Linked DNA regions of Sus scrofa: all the other regions are linked to region 3. Evidence: chromatin contacts called from public HiChIP or PLAC-seq data. All regions are on one chromosome and are shown on one strand. The core of a region is the stretch at or near the end of the contact, and the rest is flanking DNA. Distances in the headings are between cores, read along the strand shown. Region 1 overlaps LOC102160855 (a long non-coding RNA gene). Region 2 overlaps LOC102160855 (a long non-coding RNA gene). Region 3 has its middle 320 kb from the start of TMEM135.

What was found. HiChIP or PLAC-seq counts read pairs in DNA pulled down with a chosen protein or histone mark.
Region 1: a contact with region 3 is called in an H3K27ac HiChIP or PLAC-seq map of skeletal muscle, with 10 times the contacts expected there. The contact joins two enhancer-like sites. A contact is called at or near these places in 2 of 47 Hi-C or Micro-C datasets (heart right ventricle and liver) and 1 of 2 datasets of contacts at active chromatin or transcription factors (skeletal muscle).
Region 2: an H3K27ac HiChIP or PLAC-seq map of skeletal muscle shows a contact between it and region 3, with 5 times the contacts expected there. The contact joins two enhancer-like sites. A contact is called at or near these places in 1 of 5 promoter capture datasets (liver), 1 of 47 Hi-C or Micro-C datasets (liver) and 1 of 2 datasets of contacts at active chromatin or transcription factors (skeletal muscle).

What each region holds. Positions count from the first base shown.
Region 1 is chr9:21,835,684-21,838,383 of Sscrofa11.1, reverse strand. It overlaps LOC102160855 (a long non-coding RNA gene), which reads right to left. Exons shown (of 10, transcript XR_002346978.1): 7 at 641-767. Among named protein-coding and RNA genes, the nearest start is that of CTSC, 75 kb to the right of the region's middle. Within about 2 kb of position 1,348, at least 41 of the 83 cell types and tissues checked have an H3K27ac peak or open chromatin away from gene starts, as enhancers often do. A contact at or near this core is called in skeletal muscle, where this site is marked.
Region 2 is chr9:21,778,003-21,780,702 of Sscrofa11.1, reverse strand. All of the region lies in intron 2 of LOC102160855 (a long non-coding RNA gene), which reads right to left. Among named protein-coding and RNA genes, the nearest start is that of CTSC, 18 kb to the right of the region's middle. Within about 2 kb of position 1,427, at least 19 of the 83 cell types and tissues checked have an H3K27ac peak or open chromatin away from gene starts, as enhancers often do. A contact at or near this core is called in skeletal muscle, where this site is marked.
Region 3 is chr9:21,058,579-21,061,278 of Sscrofa11.1, reverse strand. No RefSeq gene overlaps it. Among named protein-coding and RNA genes, the nearest start is that of TMEM135, 320 kb to the right of the region's middle. Within about 2 kb of position 1,363, at least 6 of the 83 cell types and tissues checked have an H3K27ac peak or open chromatin away from gene starts, as enhancers often do. A contact at or near this core is called in skeletal muscle, where this site is marked.

The sequences.
Region 1 (2,700 bases), core at 99-2,598, 780 kb before region 3:
ATTTTATATTCCTGTGGACTTAACCAATGTTCAAACTATGAAGTAAGCTTCATTCTATTTCATTGGCGATGTTTTTTTTTAAAGGAAAATCTGTTAAGGGTGAAGGAAAAAACAAAAAGCCCCCCTGCCCCCAAAAGGAGTATTTATCAAAGGAGACAGCTGCCAGCTGAGCACTGAAAGAAACTGCTGGCTTCTCTGAATCACTTTGGAGCGTGGGGCCAGGGGATCAAGGCAGATGCTCCGGCTCTGCTGACAGGGAGCTCCTTTAGGACTAGCTGGCAAGAGGAGGCTGTGGGCGAGGTGTTTTGCTGGGCAAGTCTTCTCAGAAAAGCGATCCTCCAAGTCTTCAGGTTCCTGGAGGTCATGTGACAGGTTACTTCCTGGTGTCTAATCTGAAGACTTTGGGGCCAGAAATATCTCTCTGTCACCCTATCTTCACCACCTACTGCCACCTCATTATATTTCCTGTGCTTTGGGGCTTTTTGCCTAAAAAAGAATTCTCCCTTGGGTTAAAGGAAATCAAGACACCAAGACACCACCACCCTCCCAAATCCCATACGTGAATGTAGTGCATAGCACATCCCTTTGAAACTCAGAACAATCCTTACTGAAAAAAAAAAAGAATTCCTGTGATTTTTACCTCTGCCTTTCTTTGCTGGTTCCATTGAAATCCTTTGTTATCCTATTGTGGAAAGCTTACTTTTGTAGGTGCCTCTAAATTGTCTAGGAAAGCTCCAAACCTTTTCAGTCCTCCTGGTCCATGGAATCTAAATGTGCAAATGGAAAGAAACATAGGAATTATATGAGGTTGTTCAACCCCCTCAGATCTGACCAGAGGTTTGACTTTCCCAGGCAGCAGAGTTCAGAGAGCCCTTCAGAGAAAAGATGCTGTGACCCTCTTTGGGCGTGACGTCAGCGGCCAGATGTCTTAGTACTTCAGACCTCTGAACCCAGGCTTCTGGCATCCTACTGCAAAGCCCCCTTAGGTTCCTGATTTCTTCTTGTATTAGGGCTTCTCTTGCCTCTGCCTACATCCAGCCTGCTAGCAGGAGGGCTGAGATCAGTCACTTACCCCTGGGTTTGGATTTGAATACCATTATTCACTATGTGGATGGAAGAAGGAGATCGGTCTTTACTTGGAAGATTTTAGACATTTCCCACGCACACAGTCAGAAAGAGGAATTTAAGAGAAAGCCTCAAAATCACACCACGAAAGCATTTGTTCATTTGGCGCAAACATGAAACAGAACTTGGATGAGGTACACCATGGGCCATGGGAATTTATTCTTTCCTGTACCCCATGTCCCTCCTTAGTGTGGCCAGCCAAGCTGTTTCTAACTGCCAGCAAACTTGTCTCGACATCCTGTTCTCATGACACACTTAGGCTGTGTGTTCTCTCTCTTAATTCCCGACTGTCTTTATGCCAGTTGGAAATCCTGCTGTTACAAAACGAAACATGACTCAGGAAAAAAAACAACAACTCCCTCTCTCCCTTCTCAAGTTGCATCTCTTCGCAGCCTGCTGTTGGACTACCCCTGTGGTCACAGTTGCTCATCTGGTCTCATCTGCAGTTTAGGCCAGTAGGGTCCTCCTCCGGAGTCTGACTCAGGCGCATTGCTGTCTCTCATCTCTCCACAGCCTTGTTGTGGGCCAGAGAGCAGCGTTTTCTAATCCTGACCGCCTCCTCTGGGCTTGCAGAAGTTAGACCCAAGCAAAATTATGAAATCTTCCAAGGTCTTTGGGTTTGGCCTTCCCATCCCCTTTGACCCTCTTCTTCCAGTTGTAAACCATGCAGACATATTATGTAGGCACCTAAGTATACTCTCTTACATGAGCTGTAGTGTTGCTAATTTAGCAATAGAGTATGACATAGGCAGAAAAGAAACACACCTTAAACCCTTCTTAATTACCTCTGAAATATTTCTCTCCACTCTCACTACGTTGTCCTGGTCCAGACCTGTATCATCTTTTACTTGCACACCAGCATTCTGACAAATCCTCATGCTTCCTATCTTCCTCTGACCTCTTTATTCCATGCAGTCCATTGCCACCACTGTACTCTATAGAAAATGAAGATCTGACTATAATGAGTCCTCTGCTTAAACCTCCGTATTTAAATGCTTCCACACTTAAAGGATAAAAGCTAAGATCCATAGCATGGCATTCAATCTCCATCTCCTAGTCCACCCCAAGGCACATTTCAGGTGACAGGAAGTGCCCTACATAATATTGCTTCTTGACCCCTCCATCCATGCTCTACACACCCTGGGTCCTCCTCCTGGAATGTCATTCCCTAGGTTCCTTCCTAAAGCATTTTTTATCCCTCAAAGTTGAGCACAGAGATTCTACCCAGGAATCACTGAATTCAGAAACATCCATTCCCATAACATCCAGTGTATAACTTATTCACGGCACTTGGCACTTTATATTTTTATTAAAATGTGTTGGGTTACTTTTCTATTTATAAAATGTATTTACTGCATAAAAATTGGAAAACATGAAAAGAAAGCCAAATGAAATAGTCTAGAGATAGCCTACTAATATTTTGAGCCATATTCTACAATCTTTAGTTCCATGCATAGTTTCATATTTTTTCTCTCTTGCCCCCTCTCACACAGCACACACATATATACAAAAAGACATCCTAGCCCAATATAACATATTTTGCAATCAATTTTTTTTTGTCTTTTTGTCTTATTA
Region 2 (2,700 bases), core at 178-2,677, 720 kb before region 3:
GTGGTGTATGCACATCGTGATACCTACCTCAGGTTTTTATGAGGACTGCATATTTTATTCATTTATTTTTCTTTTTAGGGCTGCATCTGTGGCATATGGAAGTTCCCAGACTAGGGGTCAAATTGGAGCTGCAGATGCCGGCCTACACCACAGCCACAGCAACACCAAATCCGAGCTGCCTCTGAGACCTACCCCACAGCTTTCAGCAATGCTGGATCCTTAACTTGCAGCTAGGGATGGAACCCACATCCTCATGGATACTATGTTGGGTTCTTAACCCGCTGAGCCGCAACGGCAACCCCGAGGAGTGCATCTTTTAAAAATTAGTGCAAAATATCTGAATTAGCAGGTACTCCCCTGTTTGTGCCGAAACTCAAATAACCAAATTTCAAATGACTGGAATTTTGGCAAGTCTTTATGCAAGTAATTATCACTCCTAAACAAAATTCAGAGACTTTCACAATTACAAAATACTCTTTCCTGATTATTCAAAGCCATATTTGACTAACACAGAACAACTGAGTCAAGGCAGACCCAGTGAGGCAGAGTGACTTGCCTACGATCATCAGCTAGATAGTAAAGTTTGTCTTGAAATTGAGTTTTCTTGGTATTCAGAATACCAAAAGCTGTTTTTCAAGGACAGTATGCAGTAGTCCTTTCCACTTTTTCAAATTTAAAATAACCATTGTATATAATTTTTATTTATCTATTTATTTTTGTGACATGGCCACACCCATATAATGTGGAAGTTCCCAGGCCAGGGATCGAACCTGTGCCACGGCAGTGATTCAAGCCACAGCCCTGACAACACTGGATCTTAACCTGCTGAGTCACCAGGGAACTCCTGCTTTTAAATAATTTTTAATGCCACTGACAACCTCCATTTTACCTCTTTCTTCTTAGAACTATCTTTAGAGTTCGTTGCTAAACATACATTTTGACTAAACATTTCTATAAATTGCCTTACATAAATTTGTATCGTATTAATCAAAACAGGACCTGTCAACTAAAAAAAAAAAGCACAACATAAAAGCTAAGAGTTAAGTTTTCTTGGGGGCAAAATGAGGACTATAGCCTAGGAGGCAGCATTTCAAATAGCTCTGAAATATCGCTCCAAAGATGTAGGTGGAAATATTGGTATATATGTGGTTTTGGTGAAGGGGGGAGGTACATGACACCAAGCACTCATTTTACAGGTCACTGCTGGTCTCCGAGTGAATGTTACTGCTAATCACGAGGAGCAGACGTCACCATGAAGGATGTCAGTACTTTGCTAGATATGAGGAGATGCAAGAATTGGGTTTATAAAATCTCATCCTGAAAATATCTATCTGGAGACCTGTTCTGCCGGTTTTCCCAGAGCACAGAGTGACTCACCCCTGATCTCCGCCCTGAGCTCCTTTCAGGGGTGTAGAGGGACAGCAGCTGCAGCAGCTCATGAGTCAATCTGTGCAGAGGCAGATGGCAAGTGCCAATCTCCAGTTCACAGACCTGTTAATATGTGCATATGAAAAAGAGCTGTGTGCGGATGTGAGACATATTACCTACTTACATATATTTGGATGCATTATGTTCAAATGCAGACACCCCTTGAAATAAAATCATATGATCTGTATTTGGAAATCCTGGACATACAGATATTCATTTTTTTGGTTGTTTGTTTTGTTTTGTTTTTTTAAAAGAATTTCGTTAAAGGCCAGGAGGGCAGATTCTTGGAAGATATATGAGGAAGGCAGCTGGTGTTTATTTTGCTCCATTTCCCCTTTCCTCCTGTCTTGCTCTGGGGAAACCTCCCACATTTGAAGGCTCTCTTGCTAGGCTGTTTTCTCTGAGCTTTACCCAAATCTGAATCCTTTTTCCCCCTTTTTCTAGTATCACTAAGAGGCTATGTAGGAAAAATAATTTTAGCCTGTGGTGAAATTAGAAGTGATTTTCATACTTTGTTAATGGAGTGATCATGATTTAGGCAGGTTTTGTTGTAGTTCTCAGAAGTGTTTTCATATCAACCAGGGGTGATTCAACTCAGTAACTCTGTATAGCAAGGTTATAGCCCCTCCTCCACCCCAGGCCCACCTCTAGGGGTATGCTTGGGGGGACACAGACAAATAAATGAGTTAAATGATCCCTCGGTGGAAGCAGCTACATTATAAAGCCGTTGTATAGAGGAAGGAACGATTAGAGTTGGTATTATTAGGAAGGGCTTGGAATGAATCATGCAGGTGAAATAAAAGCGAAATTTCAGATACCACTGATGAGCTAGTAGGGAAATTGCTAGCAAGAAGCCAAACTTTGTTCTCTTGGCACATGGAAACTTCTTACAAACAAAATACCTCTTTGCCTGATGTTTTCCATCTGCTCAAAGATATACTCCTTAAGTCACTCAGCCTCTCTCTCTCGCCTCATACTTCCTTAATAGGTAATTCTGTATATTAGTTCTACTACCACCCAATTTAATAGTAACAAACCTCTACATTTCTACTGTAGATCTTACAGCTTAAAAACATTTTCCCATGTGATCCTACTAGCAGCTCTTTATGCTAAAAACTATCTTTGTTTTACAATAGGAATATCTAAACCTCAGAGAAATTCCCGAAAATAATAGTAAATGGATGCCGAAGTTCAGTCTTCTAATGCTAGTGTTCTTTCCACAACAAAACAATGAAACCATATTCTTATGACATCTCACAAATTAAGAAAATC
Region 3 (2,700 bases), core at 114-2,613:
TGGAGCAAGATGCTAGAGACGCCCAGAAGGGAGTGGGGCCGGGAGCACAGACAGGGAAGGCACTTCCTCCTCTCAGATGACGGAGCCACTCTGGCTTTTCAAGCTCCTCTCCCAACACTGCCCCAATGCCCTCCTTTCTCGCCCCTCTCTCACTCTCCCTGACTGTGTCACGCTTTCTCACACCTCCGTGGTCACACGCTTTGTCCCCTCCACCTGGAGTGCTGGTCACCCAGTTGTCTCCTATTGAACTCTGACTTGCCCTCTCAGACCTCCTCTGGGAAACTTTCCTGATTCTTCCATTCAAGTAAAGTAAACGCTCCTCCTTTGGTATTCACAGACTTGAAAGATACACATTTACCTGTGTTTTCCTTCCTTCTAACTCCCCACCAGCATGGAAATGCATCACAGGGGAAGGACTATGCCCAGTTCATACAGATTGAACATTCAAGAAATGTTGAACAAGGGAGTTTCCATCGTGGCTCAGCAGTAATGAACACGACTAGGACATGGGTTCGATCCCTGGCCTTGCTTAGTGGGTTAGGGATCCGGTGTTGCCATGAGCTGTGGTGTAGGTCGCAGATACAGCTTGGATCCCACGCTGGAGTGGGCTGGTGGCTACCACTCCCATTCACTCCCCTAGCCTTGGAACGTCCATGTGCTCAGGTGCGGCCCTAAAAAAAAATAAATAAACCAGAAATGTTGAACAAAGGAATAAGCGAGGAAAGGTAAAGTGACAGGTACTCCAGGAGCTGTGAGACGGAGAAGAAAGGTACAACCTCTTGCTGGGCTGGAAGGAGAGGATACGCTCAAGCTTGAAGAGAAGACTGAACTGTCGGAGCAGTCTCTGTTGGGAATTCACTGAGAAGTCAGAGATGATGGAACGATTTGGAAGCACAGAGAGAGCCTCGCTGAAGTTTGCATGCCATTGGCATCAACTAATAAACAGAAAGCCACAAAAGTCAAGTTCATGACCTTCTTGCAAAAGAGAAAAACAACTCTCCCACAGTCAATAGCTTTAACTGGAAATAAATTCCGAGTGATCGAGTCAGATTTGTAAGACCTCGGGGACAGAGTATCTCAGACAGCTGGGGCTTTCTAAAAGGCATAAAAATACCAACATTCTGTCAAGGACCATGATCAAAGCCTTGCCAGACTCCACTGATGAGGAAGAAAATCCACTTAATCGTATTAAGAAAATCTTTGATTTCTAATCTGCTGCCATGCAGAAATTTGAATTCTGTTCACCAAGGAGAATTAAGTATCAATTAGAATGTTTTTTAAAATCTGCATGGTAAGCATGATTGCACAGTAGTCACTGATCTGTGTGTCTAGTGAGACATCATCAGGTACAAACTCATAGAAACTTGCTAATCTCGTTCCCTTTTCTGGAACTCTGTAATCCCAGAACGTCGTAAAATGTTCTTGGAGGAACCTTGAAGAACATCTAGGCCAATACGCTCATTTTCTGAGAGGTCAGGGTCCAAAAAAAGGGACCTTTCAGGCCTCCCACCTCAGTAGTGGTGGAACCGAGCTGGAAACAGCACTATTCTCACCTTTCCCTCAAATGGTGCTTTCTCTTCACTGTGTCATGAAAATAAAGTTAAGTTATGGTCAATTAGAGAATGATTCGGTAGGGTTCAAAAGGTTTCTGCCCAAAAGAATTCGGTTACATAATGTTTTCATGCCCAGAATGGTAACCACTCAGATAACCAGAAAATACTGTTGTTTTCTGGAACCTTTCATCTCCTCAACGCTTTACTGAACAAATACTAAGTGCTCTAGGGGTTCTCAAAGGGAAAGATTGTGACTGATGTGGGCCATGGTACGTAGATGACGGGAAAGAGAAAACTTGACCAGAAAGCCTGGAAGAAAGGATTGAATCCACGGAGTCAGAAGAAGGAATCACATCACTGACCAAGATCAAAGAAAATACCGCAGTGAAAGAGTCAAGGGAACCTGACTGCCAAATGTGAATTGGAATGCATTTGTTTAGAACAATGTTTTTCAGAGCATATTGCACAGAACGCTGGCTCCATAATATGCTCTATAAAAAATAATAATAAGAGAGGAGGAATTCTGTGTTCAAACACGAATGAGAAAGGCTATTCACCCTCTCAAAGAGCTCCAGTGCACGTTAGCTTATTAAAGGTGCCAAGTGTTCCTGCAGTCAAGTTTCTTTATTTTTTATTTTTTGTCTGATTCTTTAAAAATGCAAAATCTCTTCTTAGCTCAAGGGCCATACAGAAAGTGGCCACTACTCGATTTTAAGTTCTTCATCGAGATTTCTTTTGGGTATTTTTTACACAACACTCTTTTGTTTTTGGGGGGTTTTTTCTTTGTTTTGCTCTTGTTAAGGATATGGTGTTGCCGTGAGCTGAGGTGTAGGTGGCAGGCTTGGCTCTGATCCCATGTTGCTGTGGCACAGGGAGCATATGGAAGCTCCCAGTCTAGGAGTCGAATTGAAGCTGTAGCTGCCGGCCTAAGGCCACAGCCACAGCAACATGGGATCGGAGCCGAGTCTGCGACCTACACCTCAGCTCATGGCAACGCCATATCCTTAACCCACTGAGCGAGGCCAGGGATCAAACGCACATCCCCATGGATCCTAATCGGGTTTGTAACCTGCTGAGGCCACAGTGGGAACTCCCACATAACACTCGTTAATATCCTATTACCTCATTCTGCTGGAGACATTTTAGA